4 separate regions of the Gossypium hirsutum genome follow, and all the other regions are linked to region 2. A link is a contact called in public Hi-C data. All regions are on one chromosome and are shown on one strand. The core of a region is the stretch at or near the end of the contact, and the rest is flanking DNA. Distances in the headings are between cores, read along the strand shown.

What was found. A called contact is a pair of places that touch in the nucleus more often than the background predicts.
Region 1: a Hi-C map of leaf shows a contact between it and region 2, with 2.7 times the contacts expected there. The contact joins the promoter of LOC107921000 here to the promoter of LOC107911485 in region 2. A contact is called at or near these places in 16 of 34 Hi-C or Micro-C datasets (anther, callus, hypocotyl and 3 more).
Region 3: a Hi-C map of leaf shows a contact between it and region 2, with 1.9 times the contacts expected there. The contact joins the promoter of LOC107910809 here to the promoter of LOC107911485 in region 2. A contact is called at or near these places in 6 of 34 Hi-C or Micro-C datasets (hypocotyl and leaf).
Region 4: a Hi-C map of leaf shows a contact between it and region 2, with 1.7 times the contacts expected there. The contact joins the promoter of LOC107922452 here to the promoter of LOC107911485 in region 2. A contact is called at or near these places in 3 of 34 Hi-C or Micro-C datasets (callus and leaf).

What each region holds. Positions count from the first base shown.
Region 1 is chrD11:39,921,369-39,927,193 of Gossypium_hirsutum_v2.1, reverse strand. LOC107921000 (exosome complex component RRP4 homolog) reads right to left here and starts at 3,941. Exons shown (of 7, transcript XM_016850845.2): 1 at 3,424-3,941; 2 at 3,238-3,339; 3 at 3,102-3,147; 4 at 2,876-2,965; 5 at 2,296-2,361; 6 at 2,099-2,167; 7 at 1,417-2,003. The coding sequence starts at 3,578. The coding sequence ends at 1,566.
Region 2 is chrD11:39,591,212-39,596,600 of Gossypium_hirsutum_v2.1, reverse strand. LOC107911485 reads left to right here and starts at 3,463. Exons shown (of 3, transcript XM_041104506.1): 1 at 3,463-4,021; 2 at 4,714-5,389. The coding sequence starts at 3,640. It also overlaps the pseudogene LOC107911484.
Region 3 is chrD11:39,213,515-39,219,595 of Gossypium_hirsutum_v2.1, reverse strand. It overlaps LOC107910809, which reads right to left and starts at 3,576. Exons shown (of 2, transcript XM_016838745.1): 1 at 3,447-3,576; 2 at 1,427-3,009. The coding sequence starts at 3,576. The coding sequence ends at 1,427.
Region 4 is chrD11:39,999,460-40,004,845 of Gossypium_hirsutum_v2.1, reverse strand. It overlaps LOC107922452 (ribonucleoside-diphosphate reductase large subunit), which reads left to right and starts at 1,805. Exons shown (of 17, transcript XM_016852499.2): 1 at 1,805-2,545; 2 at 2,622-2,683; 3 at 2,778-2,865; 4 at 3,183-3,446; 5 at 3,550-3,790; 6 at 3,867-3,943; 7 at 4,077-4,247; 8 at 4,324-4,416; 9 at 4,515-4,664; 10 at 4,756-4,842; 11 at 4,998-5,162; 12 at 5,249-5,368. The coding sequence starts at 2,318.

The DNA.
Region 1 (5,825 bases), core at 2,692-5,191, 330 kb before region 2:
AAGGAAGATGGAGTGTTAGGGGACTGAAGGTGATACCATAGTGGCAGGGTTAGCCAAGGGAGTAGAAACAAGAATATTGAGGATGTTCATAAGCTAGGAAAGGGCCTCCATGGGGGTAATGTTGGGCGAGTTGTCATTTTAGTGCTAGGATTCTAGGTTTGGGGTGAGGGGAGTTTAGTGTTGACGTCGTCATTAGTTGGTAGGGTTGGTGATATTGCTTTTGTTGAAGGGATTAGGAATAATATCATTCTGATTCTAAGACATTGCTCAGTCCATGCTCACCGTACCAATTGTTGATACAATGTACAATAAGGGAAGAGGACAAAGAGGAATAAAGAGGAGATCAAGGTGGTGTTGTGGAGGCTAGTTCACCTAAAGAAGCCAAGAGCTGGAACAAGGACAAGAGGACAAACTGATTGAGAGGATAATTGCTCAAAGTAACTTTAGGGTGTTGGAAATTAATCCCTTCTTCATCGCTAGTCAATCTATTTATAGGAGAGGTCCCATTGTCCATTAGTGTGATGTGGTAGATTGCCATGAAAAACCCAATGAGTAAAAAACTATGGATAGTAGGGCATCAAGGTGGTGTTGTGGAGGCTAGTTCACCTAAAGAAGCCAAGAGCTGGAACAAGGACAAGAGGACAAACTGATTGAGAGGATAATTGCTCAAAGTAACTTTAGGGTGTTGGAAATTAATCCCTTCTTCATCGCTAGTCAATCTATTTATAGGAGAGGTCCCATTGTCCATTAGTGTGATGTGGTAGATTGCCATGAAAAACCCAATGAGTAAAAAACTATGGATAGTAGGGCCCATTCATTTATTTATTCAATCAGTACAACGCTGTTACGCTCAGCTGCACCCCTCATAGTCTTGAAGGCATGTTTACACTTGAAGAGCATTCACACCTAAAAAGTTGAGTGGTTAGATCTTTTGTGAAAAGAACGGTCGATCTTACTAAAAGGTGCTGAGAGCAGGTGGTCAAGCAAGAAAATTTCATATGGAGTCAACAAGGAGGTCAACACTACTTCTAGCACTGACACGTGTCCAAATGATAAAGGGATATAATAAAATATATATTGTATGAAATAGGAGCCGAGAACATTTATTTTGTTATGATCATATTTTGTTAAAATATTCTTCATTGACTGATGTAATCTATAAAAAATGTTTATTTAAATAAACTAAATAATAATTTAACAGTGCTCCAATAATTGATAAAGAGAAACGGTACTCCAATGATTTTGATAATTAAGCTCTATTTATCAATTACCAAAATTAATTGAGTAAAACTACAATGAAATAAAAGTTCTTAATCTTATTTTCGTGCAATAAAACATCAACGATTTACTTTTATTTTTAGTAAAGTTCAAAACTCAATCTTATTAGAGAATTATGCTTAATAAATAAAGCATATGAAAACCCAATAACATTCTATTAAAAATAATAATGATTTCTTAACAGGAAGAATTTTGCATTAAGGTACAACATTCTCCATTCCATTGCAACAAATTAGCAATCTTTTCTTGGAAGAGAACTCACAAACGATTTATAGATGAATGTCGGATCATCTTTTCCGCTTTGTAGTCAAAATTCTTCGTTCAGCCTCCATTTCTGCAACCAGAACATGAAACTCGGAACCAAGCATGTCATGTATGTCAATCTTAAGTGAGCTACTCAACTCAACTGTCTCCATGATCAAATTTAAATCTACATTGAAACCTAAACTCGTCAATACTCGGATAGCATTTCCAATTCTGCATATGTTTTGCCTCATCTCTAGCGGGGTATAAGCTTGGTTTATTCCTTCAACAACTGTAGATTGTTCAGTACTTTTAGCTTGATCGATTACCATACTGTCTCTAGCTTCAACATGTTCGCCAATCCATATATATCCGTTACGTCCAAGTATCAAGCCAATTCCAAACTGTTCAAGGTGATGGAAATGCTGTTTGCTTTTCTTCACCAGGTAAGGATCAATTATGAGCAACTGGCCTTTCTCAAGCTGTGTACATGTCGATTCAATCAGCAATAGCATTATTAAGATCGACAAACTATGCCAAATCAGAAGGGATATACAAATTCTTTCGAGATAGATACCTTTCCATACTTTCGGCTTCTTGCTTGGAGTTGTAAGCTGCCATCATGCTGGAAATTACGAACCTCAGCCTGAAGAAAAAAGAATGTCATTTCCAACACAAGTGTTCATCGTTTTCTTCTATTTGTCATATAGCATGTTCATGTTCATATAAAAATACTACAAAAGAGAACACAAACAAGTGCGTCACTGGACTTACACAGACAATATCATTCTCTTCAAATATACTTCGCATGTTGAGTTCATCCAAAGCAGTTCGCCGTCGCTAATAATACAAAGTGAAATTTAAATTAGGAAAATTTATAAGGGAGCAAAAGCAAAGTTGTATGTTACTTAGGGATGAGTATCGGACTTAAATGTCCAACATGGGTATATTCAATTTTCTAAATTTTCCATCTATTAGGAGGATCATATCCACATATCAATGACCAAATATATGTCAAAAACAGGTTCTTCAAGAAAAATGAGTCAGTATAACATAGGGAAAAAACATAAATATTTTCCCCATATGGCATCAAAACGCAGCTAGCATAAATATGAGGCAGTTTTGAAGCAAGACAAACAAGGAATGAGGAACTTATAAATGTTGCTCATATAAAATTCAATGGATAGCTTCAAGGGATACTATGCAGTATCAGACCAATGGTGGAAGTTCAACTAAAAAGACTTTGCTAGTCTAACAATATACAAGGAGAACTGCACTCTCACATCAAGCATCCAACCTCAATCGAATTTCATTATAAATTCTACATAATTTCTGCAAGGAATATACAAGTTACCTGAATACCATCAGGCATGTTCATTGAAGAAAGCATTAAAACCGCATCTTGGCTAAAATTAATTTCTAATCTCCACCGCTTTTGAGCAACCTGAATATGAATAAATGAAAATGCAAAGTCCCTTATGTGTTCCAGAAAAGAAGAATAATTATTTTTGGTACAAAGGGAAATACTGGGTCAATGCCACATTTGAAGGTAAGTGTTATTCAGCCACTTTAGGCCTTACCTCGACTACACGTCCCACTACGACATCCCCAACCTCTGGCTTGTACCTAAAAGATTTAATAATTCGAAAATAATTAAATTCCAAAACAACAAAAGAAGAGTAATAGGATTGAAGAGAGATTTTTGTTTGAGAATACCTAGCGCGTAAGGAGCGTACGTAGACCAGTTTGTTGACGCGCTCCACAACGCCGCACACAGTTGCCACCAATTCGCCGTTGAGGTCCGTTGTTCCATGTCCCCTTCAGAAAAAAAAAAGTGAAGAACATAAAACAAGTGTTTAGCCATGCTATATAATTAATTTAATTGTAGTTTTTGGGGAGCACTTGAGAAAAGCGTCTTCGTAGTTGACAGGAATAGTATCGGCGACGGTAACGGAAGCGTCGGAATTGGCCATAGCAGATAGAGACTGAAGCTTTTCGAATGCCCTTTGAAGTCTTACCCTTTGGGTTTGGCTCAACGGTAACTTCAATCCTCTCATTTTATCTTTGTTATCGGCTACTCGGCATAAGCTTGATTTCGGGGTACTCAAACTCTTCCTGCAAAACAAAAAAAGTGGAGAGAAGAAGGAGAAGAAGAAACCCTAAACCCTAATGCCTCGATTGAATTTCCCCCCATTCTTTGATTACTAATTGGGCTGTTAACGGGCTATTTAATTGGGCCACCCGGTTGATTTGTTCGTACTTTTGTAAGATTTCTGTAATTTTGTTTCCGTGACCAAAGTACCCAAAAAAAATATCTCGCAGCTCAAGCTTAAAGAAGAGACAGAGAGAAATGCATAAGAAACAGGGGAAAAGTTACGTGGGTTGAAGAAGTTAGATTTTCTGCACAATGATATTTCTTTTGCCTAAATATCTTATAACTAAGAAAAACCTAATTTAAATAAATTTGTTCAGAAGCGAAGGCTTAACTCAATTGTTAGAAGTCAAAAGCTGTTTTTATTATTTAAAATATATTAAAACATTTTAGAAGGCTATTTTTTATAATTAATGTAAACATTTTTTTTGATTAAATAGTTATTCATATCTAATCAAATTAATCTAAATTTAAAATACTTGTAATAATTGAGAAATTTAAATTAAACAAATAATTCAACTCTAGAAAATTTAATATAAAGTTGTTACCCCAATCCAAAAAATATGTATTAGAGCGAACATAATCGATATTAACTCAATTACAACTTCAATGTTACACTTGGCGCTTTAAGATAAACATTACTATCCAATAAACACCTAAATAAAAGAATAGGGTAACACCACAAAGTTCATGGTCACAATCTTGCCAAATAAGGATACCCTAACGAGTAAGCACATGGTTTTAGAACATGATATTAACGACTACGAATATCTCAACCAATCAATACGACCACACACTCTTATGCAAGAAAGCAACTCATGAGTAACAAAAGGAATGGCCGCAAGTTTTGATAAAAAAGGAAGATCTAGCAATTATTAAGGAATATCTTTCACTATCATTATTCTCTAATATATTTCAAACCCTTTATCTCTTTTAAATACCTGCTGATTTAAACATCAGATAGCATTTAAGAACATAAGCTTCGATTCTCCCCTAGTTTTCTTTGTGCTTGTAACTTGTTACTAGCCATCTCAAGTCAATTTTCCCTTCTCATAAAGATGACACATTAACATATCTAAATAGTATAGTTCACAATTATACTCCAATATTAGTTTACTTATGTCATAAATTATCTTTTTATGGTGAAAGTGAAAATTCATAAATTAATCCCTATGCTTTTTAATCTTATCCAATTTAGACTAAATGTGATCTTCATCCTACCAATATACATTTCATGTCATTTTTATTCCAAATAATCATTATTAACTAACATTTTCTCAAATTAGTAAAATTATATTTTAGTGTTCATACTTTTTAAAATTTATGATTGATCATTTTATCACATTTTCACATTCACAACTCTTCATTGATTTCCATCACCAATATCAAATTAATTCCTTATGATCTCTTTTTCTAACTCATTTTTATATTTTCTCAAAGTTCACTAAACATGATCTCAGAACAATACCAGATGTTGTATAGAAAATTTGGGGGCGTTACAGTAATAGTATATAATAGGGAGATCAATTATAATACTTTAGTGGAATGACTATGTGACAAAATAACTTTATAATTAATAGACAAAGAGCCAAAACTTAATTACAATTTATTTAAGTCATAATTATATATGTCCAATCGGTTCATCTATTAACTCAACACAACTTTTTGACAGATTAAGTTTAATATGAACACTTGCATGGGACCGTACACATTGAACAAGTAGAATTAGTTCACTAGATTTACTCATTGAAATAATAAGTTTTTTTTTTGTTTAACGATTAGATTGATCTGGGATTAATTTAGTTACTTTGGATATTTATTTAATTAGATCAAATGATGGATTCGAAGTGGATTTAAATTAAGTGATTATAATATTTAATTGCTTGAAATAAAATTAAGTAAATAAAATTGTGTATGCATTTTAATACAATAAAAACGTGGTGAGTTCAACGAGATTAAAATAGGGTTTGCGTACTATATTTAATTAGATAATTAATTTTAATTTTTTACTTGAAATTAATTAACAATCCAAAATATATGTAAGCCTTAATATTAAAAGGTGACAAACACATGTATGGAGAAACCTTGCCACCCAAGCAAGCAAGGAGGTGGCATTAAGAGTACTTATTGGGCTTGATTTGCCGTCCATAAG
Region 2 (5,389 bases), core at 2,214-4,713:
TTTTAGTAATACTTAAGTTGTTGAAGAGATGAAGGCTCTCGTATAATGGATCCCAATGCCGATAATTTCCATTTTTGTTAATGATGTAACTGGCCGCTTGAGAGGCAGAATTTTAAATTTGTTTACTGTACTATTTCCAAAACTTATCTTATCCAAAGACGATAGATTCTATTAAACCATGCAATTGTTCAGTAATTCCACTGCAAAATTAAATGGGTTTTAGCATGGGTTATTGTGACAATTCATCGATAAAATTACTTTCGTATTCAATAAGCAGGATTTATGAACTTTAAAGGATCTTTCCACTTCCTAGGCAAATTATTTTATTAGGATAGGACCAAGTTTAAATTGTTTTATTTGGAGGAGCCAATAATTCATTAAAGATCTATCCAATCTGCCTACATTGTAGGCTCATAAAACCTCATTTCCCGGTTTGTTATTGCCATTTAATTATCTCCCACAAAAAACCTCTATGAAGCATGTTTACATTGCATTACAAGTTGTAACATAAAACGAGTTAGTGTTCCTGAACAAACATAGGTTTAAGCCTTGAAATTAGTTTTAGTTTCTTCATTATTGGCATTGCTGTCGTTTTTATGTAACCAAAATTGTTAAATTTACGGTTCATACAACATCCCATAAAATGTGCATCTAGGGTCCGAGCATAGAAGAAGCCTATGATTTCAGTTAGGCCGTTGAAAGACTGAGGTTGCTGTTCGTTTTCGACGGACGATGATAAGTTGGTTTTTTAAAAATCCAGTGGACTTGACATGCATGTAGAGCTTGAATGTTATTTATTTACCAAGAAACCATTGGACCGGAATGTATCTAAAACATGAATGCCTTTTATCTTCCTTCTGCTTTACATTGTACCAAAAGATTGAGTTTACAGTTTTCATTAGTACCTGAAATTAAAATATAAACCTTGCCTTTGGCTTTTATCTAGGATGAAGTTCGAACATGGAAATTTGATGGGGCGGAAGGCTGGGAAATCTAACTGCAAAAAAGTTAAACGTGAGCTTTCTCTTTCTTTTTTCATTCATTTCCTCTTATTGTTTATTGAAACACAACTAAAAAGAAAAAAAGAAGCCTCCTTTATGCACTATTTTTAGCAGAACTAGCTCTCATATTTGACGCTCATTGTCCTTTTTGTTACATGGTGCAGGAAAGTTTAAAAGAGAGAGTTTCTCTGACGACTTTGATCATCCTGAGAGAATCTTTCAAGCTAAATTTGGGAACAAATGGTATACTTGGTCTTCTGGTGGAGATAAGTCTTTCAAGAATCCAGAATCTGGATTTGAGTGGAGAGGAAAATCAGGCTGGACAAATCAAAGAACGAAGGAGTGGGAAAATACTAGTGACTCTGAGTCTGAGTCTGAGGAGGAGAAGTCGTATGATGTAGGATCATGTTCTGATAGAGAAATCCTTGGTTTGCCTCAGAGCAGGCCCCATAAAGATTGAAGACGTTAAGAATGCGTAAGTACTCAACTTAATATTTGAGAGGCCTGTCATCTTGAAGATTGGACATTACATATTTGAGTTTTCCCTTGCTCCAATTCTTTTTATACGCATGTATTCTAAAGTTCATTAAAATTGCCATTCAGCTTTCGCTTATCAGCTTTGAAGTGGCATCCTGATAAGCATCAAGGTCCTTCACAGGTTAGTTAGAATTTGCAAAAATTTTGTTTTTGGCTGCTCATCTAATTTCAAACGAAATTTTGATGGATTTTAATTTCTGGTTTATCAAATTTGTTGTGTTTCTGTAGTGAAGCGGATCCCGTCATGGTTTCTTGTTATTTTTTTGTAGTGACGTAACATCTATACATTTATGGAGGAGATGGCTGAAGAGAAATTTAAGATGTGTGTAGAGGCGTACAAATCATTATGCCATGCTCTATCCTAAGCCTTAGGAGGTTACATTGCTCCAACCAAGTAAGTGGTCTCGGAGAATAATAGCTAAGAGGTATAATTGAATCTGTTCTATTTTATTCTGATTATCATAATCATAGTCAAATTGTCAAAAAATTTGTTCGGCCCAACAATTGACAATGGTCCATTATTTTGTGGCTAAAACTCCAAAAAAAGTAATTACATTCTGATTTAGTAATACTCTCCTTTATCTTGCTTTTTTTTTTGTTTTTTGGGTCTTGGTATGTTTCTTTCCCAATATTATTATATAGCTTTGAATTATACAAATCTACCCATGTAGTTTCTTGATTTAAGCTTCATTTGCCGCGTCATAATCCAGCTACCCGTGTATGACCAATCAATAGTATTTGCTTGGAACCTTCTTCCAAAATAGCAGATTGAAACCCCATATGATAAGCAAATTCCAGAGTCTTGGGTGCTGCCAGAGCTTCAGCTATATTCAGGACCAGGACATTAATTAATGGAGCAAACCTTCATGATCACGTACTATAACTCCAATGCCGCCAAAATTTCAATGAAATTTCCTCATTTTCTTGAAAACAAAACCAAAGTTTTTAAACTTTTCTTTCAAAAAAAAAAAACCATCAACTGGCACTAAATCAAACTCGACCTTTCCCATTCATTTTTCTAACAACCAAATAGAAAATAACACCCAAAAACGAAAAGGTATACTAACTACATTAAGATAGCAGCGACGCAAATCCCATTCAGTATTAACAAATAGTCCTGTTAGGGAAACATAGCCCACAATTTGATTTGAAATCCACACATCTAATGTAAGGCTGACCCTTCTTGGAATTTCGTTGATAAAATTGGTAAGGTTTTTCTTCTCTTTTAAGTACATAGCGACACAATCTTCTGGAATGGTGTTGAAACTTATCATATGGAACTGGGGTTGAAGAGTTCTCACAAAATCAATAAAATCGGGGTGTTCCACAATGTGGAGGGGATAGATACATTATGATCATCTTTACTATCTCGTAGTAGTAATTTTCTTGATTAAAACTAATGCTTACAATTCTCCAAGTTATTTATCTATTTTTTGTGATTCGTAAGTGATATTACTAGATTCAAGGTTAATATCTATAAATTTCTCTAACGAACTACAGGGCAGATACCCAAGGCAATGTCTTTTGAAGTGATTAGTGCCAACTAGATTTGAACCGATAATATAAACAAATATTTTTATGGGAATAAATTATATTAGAATCATCTTAAAAAGTATTATTTGTAGGCATTAATAAAATAGTGACATGGCATTAAATTTTAAAGATAACAAAGTATTATTATACACTTATCTATATCTAATATTTTTCTAACTTAATTTAACTTTAATTAAATTACTTAAAATATATAATTTTTTTATTTTACAAATTTTAATTTTTTGTTTTTTTCAAGTTAATATTTTTTATTTTTGCAACCAATTTAAAAAAATTAATAATTTTTGTACAATTTTTCATATCACATAATTTTAGTAATTATTTTAGTATGTCTCATAACACAATGTCGGTTTCTGAAAAATAGAAATGATTCTGTGCAATATGTGGGTTTGTTTGGGCTTGTAGTGTTTATTCAAAGCTCGCTGAGGCATTGGGTTTTCGCTATGCCCCCGATCTCCACTTAAAACCGTAGCTTGTCTCTCCTCAATCCTCACCGATCTCCACCATCTCAATATCTTTGGAATCGCAAAAACCCCCCATTTTATCAACTATGAAACTTAAACACGTCCATCTTAGAACCCTCCTTTCCTTTTCACCTTCGGCTCCTTCTCCATCTCTATATTCATTCTCAATCTTCATTTCTCATTTCTCCACTTCCCATAACCAGCCTTTACATTCCTATTCTTCGTCGTGGCGCCATGAGGAGGTTTCACGGCACGTAAAGGTTTCGGTTTGGTGGGATTTTGAGAACTGCAATCCTCCCGTAGGTTTCAATGTGTATAAGATTGCTCATATGATCACTTCCGCTGTCAGGGCCAATGGAATTAAGGGTCCTGTTCAGATAACTGCTTTTGGAGATATTTTGCAACTCTCTAGAACAAACCAGGAGGCGCTTTCTTCTACCGGGGTTAATCTTGCTCACGTTCCCCAGGGTATGCCATTTTGTTTCTTTAGTTGGCAAGTGGGGTTTTCTTTGTTTTATTATTATTATTATTTAGAATTTATTGATTGTTTGCACCCAAGATTTTAGTGCTATATTGGGCTTCCCCTGGAGTAATTTAGTGGTTTCTGGAAACTTTAGTTAATCAAAATATATTTGATTAAAAAAGGAGAAAATAAAATGAATTTAGCAACTGTTTAAATATAATTTTTATTGTTAGAGCATGGTGCCGGCAGGGAAGGTGTTGCTATCTTTTAGTGCCGGCGGTGAGCAGAGAATTTAGGGATGTCTGTTGATTCCTGAACAGACTATGACTGCTGAAGGGTTTTGCTTATGTGGAGTAGAGACACAAATTTTTACCACTTACTTTCTTTAATCTAATAACCCCTCTTCCTGATCAGCAAAAAGAACGCCTTGCACGATTCTAGAATCCTAGCATCTCAAGTGTGCTACATCTGTCTACATTTTTAAATCATGGTTTACCTTTGAAAGACACTTTTCTTTTTCTACTGAAAGACCTAGCTGGGAAGAGGTAGGGTGGAACACTGTTATGAAGTGTCATCATTGCACAAATGATTTTTGTGAGAGAACATGCATTTCAGGTCTTACCGGTTTTTTTTCCTTTCTTTCCTAATTTGTATTCTCTTCATGTTATTTTACCATGCAAACTCTCCATCAATGCAGGTGGAAAAAACAGTGCTGATAGATCACTTCTGGTTGATCTTTTGTATTGGGTTTCTCAAAATCCTCCTCCAGCCCATCTTTTTTTAATCTCTGGTGACAGGGACTTTGCCAGCATATTGCATAGATTACGGATGAGCAACTACAATATTCTGCTTGCTACATCAGATTCAGCTCCTAGTGTTCTTTGCGGTGCTGCCAGTATCATGTGGAATTGGAATGCACTGCTCAAAGGAGAGAACCTGACTGGAAAGCACTATAACCATCCTCCTGATGGTCCTTATGGTTCTTGGTATGGCCATTGCAAGGGGCCTCTCGATGATCCATTTTTAGTTGAACAACCAGCATGTACACAAACTGAAGAATTTTCTGAGAGTTGTTCAGATTCTGTGCCTCGAACAGTTCCAAAGGCAGTCATAAAGCATATACGACAGATTTTGAACTCATACCCAAATGGAATTTCTATAATGGACCTTCGTTCTGAGCTGAAGAAAAGTAATGTTAGCCTTGATAAAAATTTCTATGGGTATAAAAAGTTCTCCTGCTTTCTTTCGTCCATGCCACACATTTTGAGGCTTCAGTCGGAACGTGATGGTAATTATCTTATACATGGAATTTTCCCGAAAGCTGGTGAACCATCTAAGACTAGTCCTTGTTTATCCACCAGACCTGTCTGTAG
Region 3 (6,081 bases), core at 2,327-4,826, 380 kb after region 2:
CCTAGACGTTGACTCATCAGAAGAAGTGCTTTCTTCTTCAGATAAAATTAAAATATTATCCTTACCATTACCATAATATAAATGACCTAAATCTACATCAGACTCGATATTATTATTATTAAAGACTTCATCTAATTTATTATTAACATTAATTAATATTTCTTTTTTTTTGAATAATCAAACTGGGCTATTATAAATCAAACCAAAGAAATACCAAAAAAGTTTGGGTTAAGTTCCTACGGATTACAACAAAAACAAAAGCAGAATTGGGCTGCAAAGTATGCCCAAAAAAGACAAATCCTAAAAGCAAAACAGAAAATGAAAAAGCAAAAGTAATAAATAAAAGAATAAACATTAAAACCCAGTCAATTCTAACAGCTGGACGCAATTAATTCCCACTTCTCCATACTGAATCGTCACATCTGTTCTGAAGATAACAATTTCCCAAAAGATTTTCTACCATCTGTTATCATTTCCAAATCCCTTTTCTTTTGAAAACCCTTCAGTCCGGGTTCCTTTCCCATTCCTCCTGCAGAAGTTCTTCATTGCAGATCCTCTCGATTCCGACTAGGTTCCTCTCTTCCCCCTTTGCTAATGTTTCTTTTGCTAGTTTATGGGCTTGATAGTTTTCTGGTTTTTGAATAAACTGAAAAATTATTTCTTGAAATCGAGAACTTTGCTTCTGAATATCTCTGATGACTGCTCCGATAATCGACTTATCCATACCTGTTGCTTGACATTTCTTTATGACCGTTTTCGAATCTCCCTTGATTGTAACTGATCGGAGACCCATTGCTAAGCCTAACTTTACTACTTGTAGGCATACATATGCTTCTGCGAGAAACGGAGATGAAATATTGGAGTGGAGGGTTGTTTTCAAGGCTTTTAACTCTCCCCTCCAGTCTCGAACAATAACTCCCGACGCCGATCTATACCTGTTAGAATCAAAGGCTGCATCAAAGTGAATCGTGTCCTGTGTTCTCGCTTCCCAATGTCTCTGAACTTCATCAGTCTTCAAGGTACGTTTTTCCATTCCCACTGTTTCAATCTCAGCTAAATAAACCTTTATTCTGTGAGCAAGGTCCCTTCCTGATACAATCTTCCTCTCATGCACCATTTGATTTCGTGAGTTCCATATTACCCATAAGGCGCAACAAAACACCTTACACTACTCATTGGTTCCTTTTTCGAAGACCCAAGTAAGCCATGTTCTAGTATTCTGATCTCTGTATTGTGTTACCCAAGTTATACTAATGTTTTGCCAAACTTCATTGCTTTTAGGACACTGCAAAAATACGTGGAGAGTGTTTTCTTCCCCGGAACCACATCGAGAACATCTCACGTTTGTGGTTAAACGTTTGCAACGTAGATTGACTAGTGTAGGAATGTAGTTCCAGGAAATCCTCCAGATCAAGAGTAGAATTTTTTATGGAAGTTGTAATTGCCATAATTTTCTGTAGAAATCTTTGAAATCGGTCTGTACTAAATTATTAGGATCCAGATTAGCATCTTGTAATAGTTTGTAAGCACTCCTTACTGAGAATTCTCCAGACGGTTCACCTTTCCAAACGAGCAAATCTTCACTATCTATAGTTGCAAGTGGGATCTGTAATATTCTTTGTGCAATGTCCAGTTGAAAGGTATGAGTAACAACCTCCACTTTCCACATCTTATGTATTCCATCAATAAGATCTGATACATTTTCCAGCTCTCCATTTTGATGACTATACTGCCATATACTAGGTTCGATCCCCGGGATCCACCGATCATTCCAAATAGAAATGTTGTTTCCTTTCCCAACTCTCCAACACAGGCCTTGAGTGAGAAGTCCCTTTGCAGCCCAGATACTCTTCCAGGTAAGGGAAGGTAAATTCCCCAACTCTGCACTTAGAAAATTTGAATTTGGATAATACTTTGCTTTAAGAACCTTGGCTAAAAGCGAATTCGGATAATTGAAAAGACGCCACCCCTGTTTAGCAAGCAATGCAATATTGAATTGACTGAGATTACGAAAGCCTAAACCTCCATTCTCTTTTAAACTACATAAATTTTTCCACGAGCTCCAATGAATTCCCCCTTTTCCCTGACCTTTTTTCCACCAAAATCTCTCAATGATTGCTTCCATTTCGTCACATAAGGATTTCGAAAGTAAGAAACAGGCCATTGAGTAAGTTGGAATAGCTTGCAAAGCAGCTTTGATAAACACTTCTTTTCCACCCTGCGATAAAAATCTCGTACTCCAATTGTCAGTTCGCTGTTTTATTTTGTCCTTCAATACTTGAAAGGAAACTTTCTTCTGTCGTCCCACCATGGTTGGCAGACCAAGGTAACGTTCAGACTCATTTGAGCTTCGGACTCTAAGCAAAATAACAATCCGTCTTCTTTCCTCCTCAATAGTATTTTTGCTGAAAAAGATGGTTGATTTCTCAAAGTTCACACATTGCCCCGAGCACCTTCTATATTCACTTAATATTGCCTTGAATGAAGTAGCCCCTCTACATGTTGCCTCCCCAAAAAGGATACAATCGTCTGCAAATAATAAGTGCGATATCTGTGGACCTCGTCTACTTACTTTGACACCCTTTAAAAATCCTTCCTCTACTGCTGTTCTCATGAGACTGGAAAGTCCTCCACATATAAGGAAAATAAATGGGCTGAAAGGGTCCCCTTGTCGTAGTCCTCTTTCTGGATAGAATTTCATTCCAACGGTGCCATTGATCACAACCTTATATGAGACAGTAGTCAAACATTTCATAATATTGTCAATCCAACTTTGAGCGAATCCCATTCGAGACATTAACTTTTTGATAAAAATCCATTCCACCCTATCATAGGCCTTGCTCATATCTAGTTTTACTGCCATGTAACCCTTTTTCCCCACTCTTCTTTGCTTTAAAGAATGCAGTATCTCATAAGCAAGCAAAACATTATCAGGGATTAATCTTCCTGGGACAAAAGCGCTTTGAGCCTTATCAATGCATTTATCAATCACCCCTCTAAATCTGTTCGCTATAGTTTTTGCAGTAACTTTGTAAACAACATTGCATAAACTGATAGGCCTAAACTGACATATTTGTGGGATTATTAATTTTTGGAATGAGCACAATATGAGTTGAATTAATAACACTGACCTCCATATCACCGTTTAAGAGTAGAAGACAAAATGAAATTGTATCCTCGCCAATAAAATGCCAGCACTTATAAAAAAAAAAGATGGCTGGGAGTCCATCTTCACCTGGCGCCTTAGTAGGTCCCATTTCAAAAAGAGCCTAACGAATTTCCTCCCTTGTATAATGTGCGGTGAGCCTTTTATTATCCTCGTCACTAATGCAACGATTAATACCCGAGAGTAGGTAATCACAACTTCCTTGATTCTCTGAGGAAAATAGATTCTGAAAGTAACATAGCAATTCCTTACATTTCATGTAGATTTTACGTGGCCCTACCATGTCCGGACTGCAAACTCTTGATCATGTTTTTCTTTCGCCTCTGAGTTGCTTGGCTATGGAGAAAGGCAGTGTTTTTATCCCTAATTTGAGCCAATTCAGTTGGCCCTTTGCTCCCAATATCTTTCATCTTTCTCTATCTACATGTTAAGCTGGATCTTCGTATCAATTATTTCTGCCATATTGCTAGCATCCCTTTCAGCTTCAAGCAATTCAGATGATTTTACTGTTAAATAATTCTTTTTCCCTTTTATGTTCTTTAAAATTTTTCCTGCCCAATCTTCCAACCCCATCTTTATGAAATCCAGTTTCTGTAGGAAGTTACCGGTTGACATCTTCCATAAATGTTCAGCAGTGTCGACAAATGAATCCTCCGAAAACCACCAGTTTTCGACTCTGAAACTTTTTTCATTCCTCTGTCTGATTTCCTTCTTTGTATCAATAAGGAGAGGACAATGATCAGAAAAAGAATGCACCAAATGCTGAACTTTTATATCAGAGAACAACGAAATCCACTTCTTATTTGCTACCCCTCTGTCCAAGCGTTCTCGTATATTTGTCTCTGGTAGATTGCCTCGTTCCCATGTAAACCATCTATCCACATATCCAACATCATTCAGTTAACATAATTTCAATGATTTCCAGAACTGTTCCATCATTCTCTCGTCTCGGGGTGTACCTCCTTAAAACCATACATGATTTCATTAAAATCTCTACATACTAACCATGGATTATTCTCTCCATTATAAAGGTTTTTCAAAATAGCCCATGAATCTTCTTTATCTATGCACGGAGTTCTATAAAATCCTGTATATTGCCACATAACCTCCCTTTCATTATCATGCACTATCACATCAATATGTCTTTTGGAGAAGCTTTATAGAGTGATATTGACCTCATACCTCCAAGCCAAACAAAGCCCTCCTTTAGTTCCCTCTAGATCCACCTCTATACCATTCACAAAACCACATCTTTGCCTAACTTTCTCCATTTGAATTCTGCCAATTTTCGTCTCCATAAAGAAGACAATCTGGGGGTCGTACGTCTTCAGCGAGTGCCGAAGTCTTTTAAATGTCCGTGAACTCCCCAATCCACGGACATTTCAACTTAGGATTTTCATAATTCCCTGTCAGCTTGCCACTTGGCAGTCGCCGATATCAATTGGATAAGATCCCTCGATCTCCTACCTCTTACCTGGGAGGTAATCCCCTCGTTCAGTAGTGAATCATCATTCTCCATTCTGGCTCTTTTTTTTACCTTCTTCTCCCACTAAAGCCTTATCCTCTAAATCATGTTCCATCGCATACTGGCCATAGTCAATCAATGAGTTAACCTGCTTATCTTCTTCGCACAAAGAGTCACCTTCCACATTAAAACCCAGAATTGGATCAACTGCCTTCCCATAACTCTTACTGCGTTCCATTCTCCGTAGTCCCCTTGCACAACCCCTATTTTCTTCCAGAATTCCATCTACAGCCCCCTCCCCCTCTTTTCGTAGCCAAACACTATTCATGGACAGAGCTCTTCGGGACTGTGCTCTTATTGATAAATCCCACCTCATATCTGCGATTTCTACTCCCATCAACATTTTTGCCTCACAAAAAGAATCATTGTGACCCAATTTTCCACAAAAGAAACAAAAAAGTGTCAGTATTTCATATTTAAACCGGACATATGACTTTCTCCCCCTGTATTCGAGTAGCTTCTTTCTTTTCAAAGGACGTCTGATATCAACTTGGACCCTGATCCTCATAAAATTCCAGTTTTCCTTCCCTAAATTAGTCCTATCATATTCCAAGTAATTTCCCAGAAAATTCCTCAGATTAGCTGCTAGATTTTCAGAAAACAAACCAATTGGAACATCATGAATCTGAACCCAAAAAGGGGTTAATACTAAAGGGACCTTCATGGGATCATCCTCCCATTTTAAATTATAAAGAATTAATAGATGATTGTTGAATGTCCATGGGGAGCCTTTCAATACCCTTTCAAGATCCATATAATGAAAAAATTAGAACAAAAACCTTTTTTCCCCAGATCTCGAATACGAACTCAACGAATAGGATGCCACAGATTCGCCATGGTACTTTTCATAGCAGGAAAATGAATGATACTTGCTGTAAGAAAACACCTCACCAGTTGAAGAAACTCTTCTGTTCTTTCCGTTCCAGGATTTTCTTGGATTTGGATAACATCATCCTCCTCTTCATTAATTGTTAATTGGGCTAAATCATTCTCCATATTTTTCCAGAAACAGAGGCGCAGGGATTAAGGAAAGAAGACAAAACAAGAAGATCAAAGAAAACAAGAAAACCTAAAAGCGTGCCAGAGACGGCAGACACAAACGTGCTAGGGTAGCAGACCTCCCTACTTACCTTTAATTAATATTTCTTTAGACTCATTGTTTAAGTCTAAATTTTTAATATCTCCTAAATTATGTATTTTTTCTTTTACAGAACTGACTTTATTATATAACTTAGAAAAATAAAAAGAAGTCATATCAACAAGACTATTTATACCCGAGATGAAATGTTATTTTCATTTTTAGAGTCTATATGCGTAATATGATTACAAGTTTTATCTTGAAATTGACACTCGATTTGTTTCATAATATTTGTTTCTGGTACCTAAGACC
Region 4 (5,386 bases), core at 556-3,055, 410 kb before region 2:
ATGTGACATATTAATAATTAATTATTTTTTAAAATCTAATTTGACATATCGGTAATTAATTTCTAACTTGGCATACACGTGAATGCCACGTTAGTAAAGTCAATGTATGTTAACTTTTTCATTCATTTTGGGGTGATTAAACAAATAATGCAAGTTTAAGAATTAAAAAAAGGTGAAAATTTAAATGAGACTAAAATGATTTTTTTATAAAGTTGGAGGTTGTAATAAATCATTATGCCTAATTAGGGACAGATCCAGGATTTTACTTCAAGGGAGACGAAATTTCTAAAGCCGAACAACTTTTTTTTAACGTAAAAAAATGTCACTTCTTCTCGGATACTTTTTTTCTCCTTATCAAAAAAATCAATTTATTTTTTTAAAGCATGAATGATGTAACTGAAAAAATTAAAAGAAAAAAGCACACTATATAAAATTAAATATTTCTTTCCGATATGCAAAAAAAAAAAACTAATACTATACTAAAAAATTCATAAATATTTATAATTCTAAAAATTAAATTAAAAAATATTTGATATCTCATTCAAGAGCTTGAGAAGATTCGATATTTGATTTTTTTTCCACTAATAACAAAAGGTCAAGGAACTGGTTGATCATGATTACTTTTTGATACCCTTTTCTTGAGAAAGGATTTGATCTTTTTGTTGACCGTAATTTAATCGAAAAACTTCAAGACTGTAATATAATATTAAACAATAACATGTTAGGAAAAAAGAAAAAAATTAAGTAAAATAAATAAAGAATATAATTCATGCAAAAATATTTATTGAGAGGTCTTTTACATAAGGAGTCAAGAAGAAGATAAATTGTATTTTTTTACTCTATACTCTCAGTCTCGGTATCAAACTCCTGTCTTTTTCTCTTATCAGTGTTGACACCTTATCAGAGGAAGATAATTCATTAACAAGATATACAAATCAAAAAACAAGAAAGTCACCAACCTAATATATATGGGTATGGGTCAAATAAATTAATTTTGAAATTTGGCTTTAAAGTCGATATTAGACCTCTAAGTTTAGTATTTTAAGGGCCATCATACATTACTATTTAATTTTTATTATTAAAATTATATAATTAAAAATTAAAAAAATATTTTATTAATATAAAGTATGAATACAAATTAACCAAAGGGGCGAAGACTATACTATGTACATGATAATTTATATATAAAATCTAAAAATTTGAAGAAGGGCGAATATAAATGAAACCGAATTAAAATCAAATCACAAACCAAATGAAAATGATGTGGTGTAAAGTGTAAACTAGAGGTGTCCATGGGTCGGGCCAGGTTCGGGCCGGGCCCAGAAAAAATTTTGGCCCGCCTCCTAAGCCCGGGCTCAGCCCGGCTCGAAATATGGGCCTAGAATTTTGTCTAGGCCCATCTCGGGAATAAAATCCTAAGCCCGAGCCCGGCCCAGCCCACCCATTTTTTAATAAACACCAAAAAATAATTTTAAAAATAAAAAAATAAAAAAATAAAAAAAAAGTATTTTAAAAATATTTTAAATTAAAAAATAAAAATAAAAAAATATATTTTTATTAAATTCAGGCCGGGCCGGATCGGGCTCGGGTGAAAAAAGTGGTGTCTAAGGCCCGGTCCATTTTTTAAACGGGCCTCGTTTTTTTGCTCAAACCCATATTTAGAGCGGGCCATCAGGCCGGGCCGGGTCACCGGCCCATGGACACCTCTACTGTAAACTCAAATCGGGTCAAAAACCTTTGAAAAAATCGGGTAAAAAACCCGCCCAATATAAAAAAGCGCGCCCCTCGCTAATCCAAAGTCCATGAAACCAAATTATTATTTGTCATTACTCTCTCTCCATAAAGAAAGCAGCCTGCCTAATCAAACCAACGAACCACCAATCCCTTTCCCTTTCAATCTTCCTTCGCACTCTAAGATTTAAAAATTTGAAAAACAATTAAAACGTGGACCCCACTCGCCAGCTATTTCTCCCTTACCCCTTCGCATTTACCCGCCACCCCCGCGACAACAACAACACACACTCGCACTCTCAAGGAAAAATTAAGGAGAGAACGAAAGAAAAAAGGAAAATAAAGAACAAAAAAAAAGGGCAATTCGACGCTCCAATCCTAATCCAATTTTGGCGGGAAACTTTCAAAAATTTTCTCATTACGAGGGAAAGTGAATCCCTAATTTTAAAAACCTTAGTAGGTTTCTCTCATTATATATGTTCTTCTTCGGGCTTATACTTTGCGTTCAAGCCGGAAACCTGTTCGACGAAATTCCTTAAGAGTGAGTGCCCATCAAGTACAAAACAAAACCAAATTTCAAGAAAATATGTATGTGGTTAAGAGAGACGGGAGGCAAGAGGCGGTCCATTTTGACAAGATTACCGCGAGGTTGAAGAAGCTCAGCTATGGTCTTAGCATTGACCACTGCGATCCGGTGCTCGTCGCTCAGAAGGTTTGCGCTGGTGTTTACAAAGGGGTTACTACTAGCCAGCTTGATGAATTGGCTGCTGAAACTGCCGCTGCTATGACCGCTAACCACCCCGATTATGCTTCCGTAAGGGTTCTATTTCTTTTTTAATTTAATTTTCAAAACATGGGTAGTTTTTGCTGATTAAAACGTATGATTGCAGTTGGCAGCCAGGATTGTTGTTTCGAATTTGCATAAAAATACTAAGAAGTCATTCTCCGAGACGTAAGTGCTTTCAACCTAAAGTTGTTAGTGCTTTTTTTTTCTTGTTGGGAAGGATGCAATTGATGTTTTGAGAATGCGTGGTTTGTAAATGTAGGATCAAGATCATGTACAATCATTTCAATGAGAGATCTGGACTGAAGGCTCCTTTGATTGCTGATGATGTTTATGAGATCATCATGGAGGTATTCTGATAATCTTTTAATTTTATTCTTTTATACGCTCAAATTTTGGTGGTTGTTGTTGATCATGTTGAATTATTTTATTTTAAAACATGTAATCATTAGAGCTGACCTATGGTTTAGTTTCCAATTTTTAATTAACGTCAAAATTGTGTCGTGCTTATAGAAGGTAGCAACATATTTGTGAAAGACAGTGTGTTTGAATTTCTTTTTGGTTGTTTGGTTTGTTCTTTGATTTTCTTTTTCTTGCTTTAATTTGCAAATTTTTGTAATGGGTTTTATACGTATTAATGAATTCTGTATAATTGTTTTGGTTTCAGAATGCTGCTCGGTTGGATAGTGAGATCATATATGATCGTGACTTTGACTACGATTACTTTGGCTTCAAAACCCTGGAGAGGTCTTATCTCTTGAAAGTTCAAGGGAAGGTTATAGAAAGGCCTCAGCACATGTTAATGAGGGTTGCTGTTGGAATTCATAAGGATGACATTGATTCTGCTATAAAAACTTATCACATGATGTCTCAAAGATGGTTCACTCATGCTTCTCCCACTCTTTTCAATGCTGGGACTCCAAGGCCTCAAGTATGTATTGCATACAAACAAGACATTAAGTTCCTATACTTAAATGCCATTGTTTACTAACTATTTTGCTTACATGCGTAATTTTTGGATTATGTTCTGTCAGTTGAGCAGTTGCTTCTTGGTGTGCATGAAAGATGATAGTATTGAAGGAATTTATGAAACTTTGAAGGAGTGTGCTGTTATCAGCAAATCAGCTGGAGGAATTGGTGTTTCTGTTCACAATATTCGAGCCACAGGTAGTTATATTCGTGGAACAAATGGTACATCTAATGGAATTGTCCCAATGCTGCGGGTGTTCAATGATACTGCTCGATATGTTGATCAAGGAGGAGGGAAAAGAAAAGGTATGGTCAATTCTGTATGATGTTATGACAATGTTTGGTTTTTTCTTTTACTAAAAAATGATGTGGACTTGTTTAGGTGCTTTTGCTGTGTATTTGGAGCCATGGCATGCTGACATTTTTGAGTTTTTGGATCTGAGGAAGAACCATGGAAAGGTATTTTTATATAGCTTGAATTTATTTGCAGGGGCTATAATGATTTGTTTTTAAGTTCTAAATATCATTATGTTACTTGGTTGTAATGATGTATAGTAATAAATTGCATCCAACAATGCCTTTGTTTCTGTAGGAAGAGCACCGGGCTCGTGATCTATTCTATGCTCTTTGGGTGCCTGATCTTTTTATGCAAAGGGTTCAAAGTAATGGCCAATGGTCATTGTTCTGTCCTAATGAGGCTCCAGGCCTGGCAGATTGTTGGGGTGAAGAATTTGAAAAGCTGTATATTCATTATGAAAAAGAGGTTAATACTGTTCTACCTATTGTTATTATTTTTCCAACCAAAATTAGGTACCAAAAGTTCTTTTGTTAATATCTAGGGCAAGGCAAAGAAGGTTGTCCAAGCACAGAACCTGTGGTTTGAGATCCTGAAATCACAGATTGAAACTGGGACCCCTTACATGCTATTTAAGGTGATTTGTCCAAACAAGCCTTATGTTTTTGTTGTGCATTTATGTTCTAAGATGAGTATCATGATCTCAACCCTTTGTTTCCCCTCACTTTATTTCAGGATACCTGCAATAGAAAAAGTAACCAGCAAAATCTTGGCACCATTAAATCTTCAAATTTGTGTACTGAGATAATTGAGTACACAAGTCCAATGGAAACAGCTGTGTGCAATCTGGCGTCTATTGCACTACCTAGATATGTGAGGGAAAAGGTAAGTGATACATAGTGCTAATGTTGCCCACAGTTGTTCCCCTGGGTCTGCTTATTTATACAGTTAGCCTTATTACATTTTTGATCTTCAGGGTGTTCCATTGGAGTCTCATCCATCTAAGCTCGTTGGGAGTAGAGGATCTCAGAATAGATTTTTTGACTTTGATAAGCTGGCAGAGGTTTGATTCTTTGCCTTGCAGTTGTACTCATCCATCTGTTACTAGATGGATTCTAATCTATCTAGCACGTCTTTGTGATGGAATGGGTGTATTAGTATTGCTGTTTGGTTTTTATATTATCATGATTGAGATTTCTTTTTCTTGTGATGTGTCAGGTTACTGAAATTGTAACCAGAAATCTTAACAAAATTATTGATGTTAATTACTACCCCGTTGAAACTGCCAAAAGATCAAATTTGCGTCATAGGCCAATTGGTATTGGAGTGCAGGGTCTTGCAGACACATTCATCTTACTTGGCATGGCCTTTGATTCACCCGAGGTATATTTGGTCACAAATAGATTGATCTGGTATGTTTTTTAACCTGAATTAATTTTATCTGATATTTTACTGGTTTTGGATTTTAGGCTCAACAGCTGAACAAGGACATTTTTGAGACCATATACTATCATGCTCTGAAAGCTTCTTCTAGTTTGGCAGAGAAACAGGGCCCCTATGAGACATATGCTGGCAGTCCCGTTAGTAAGGTTGGTGATTAAATAATG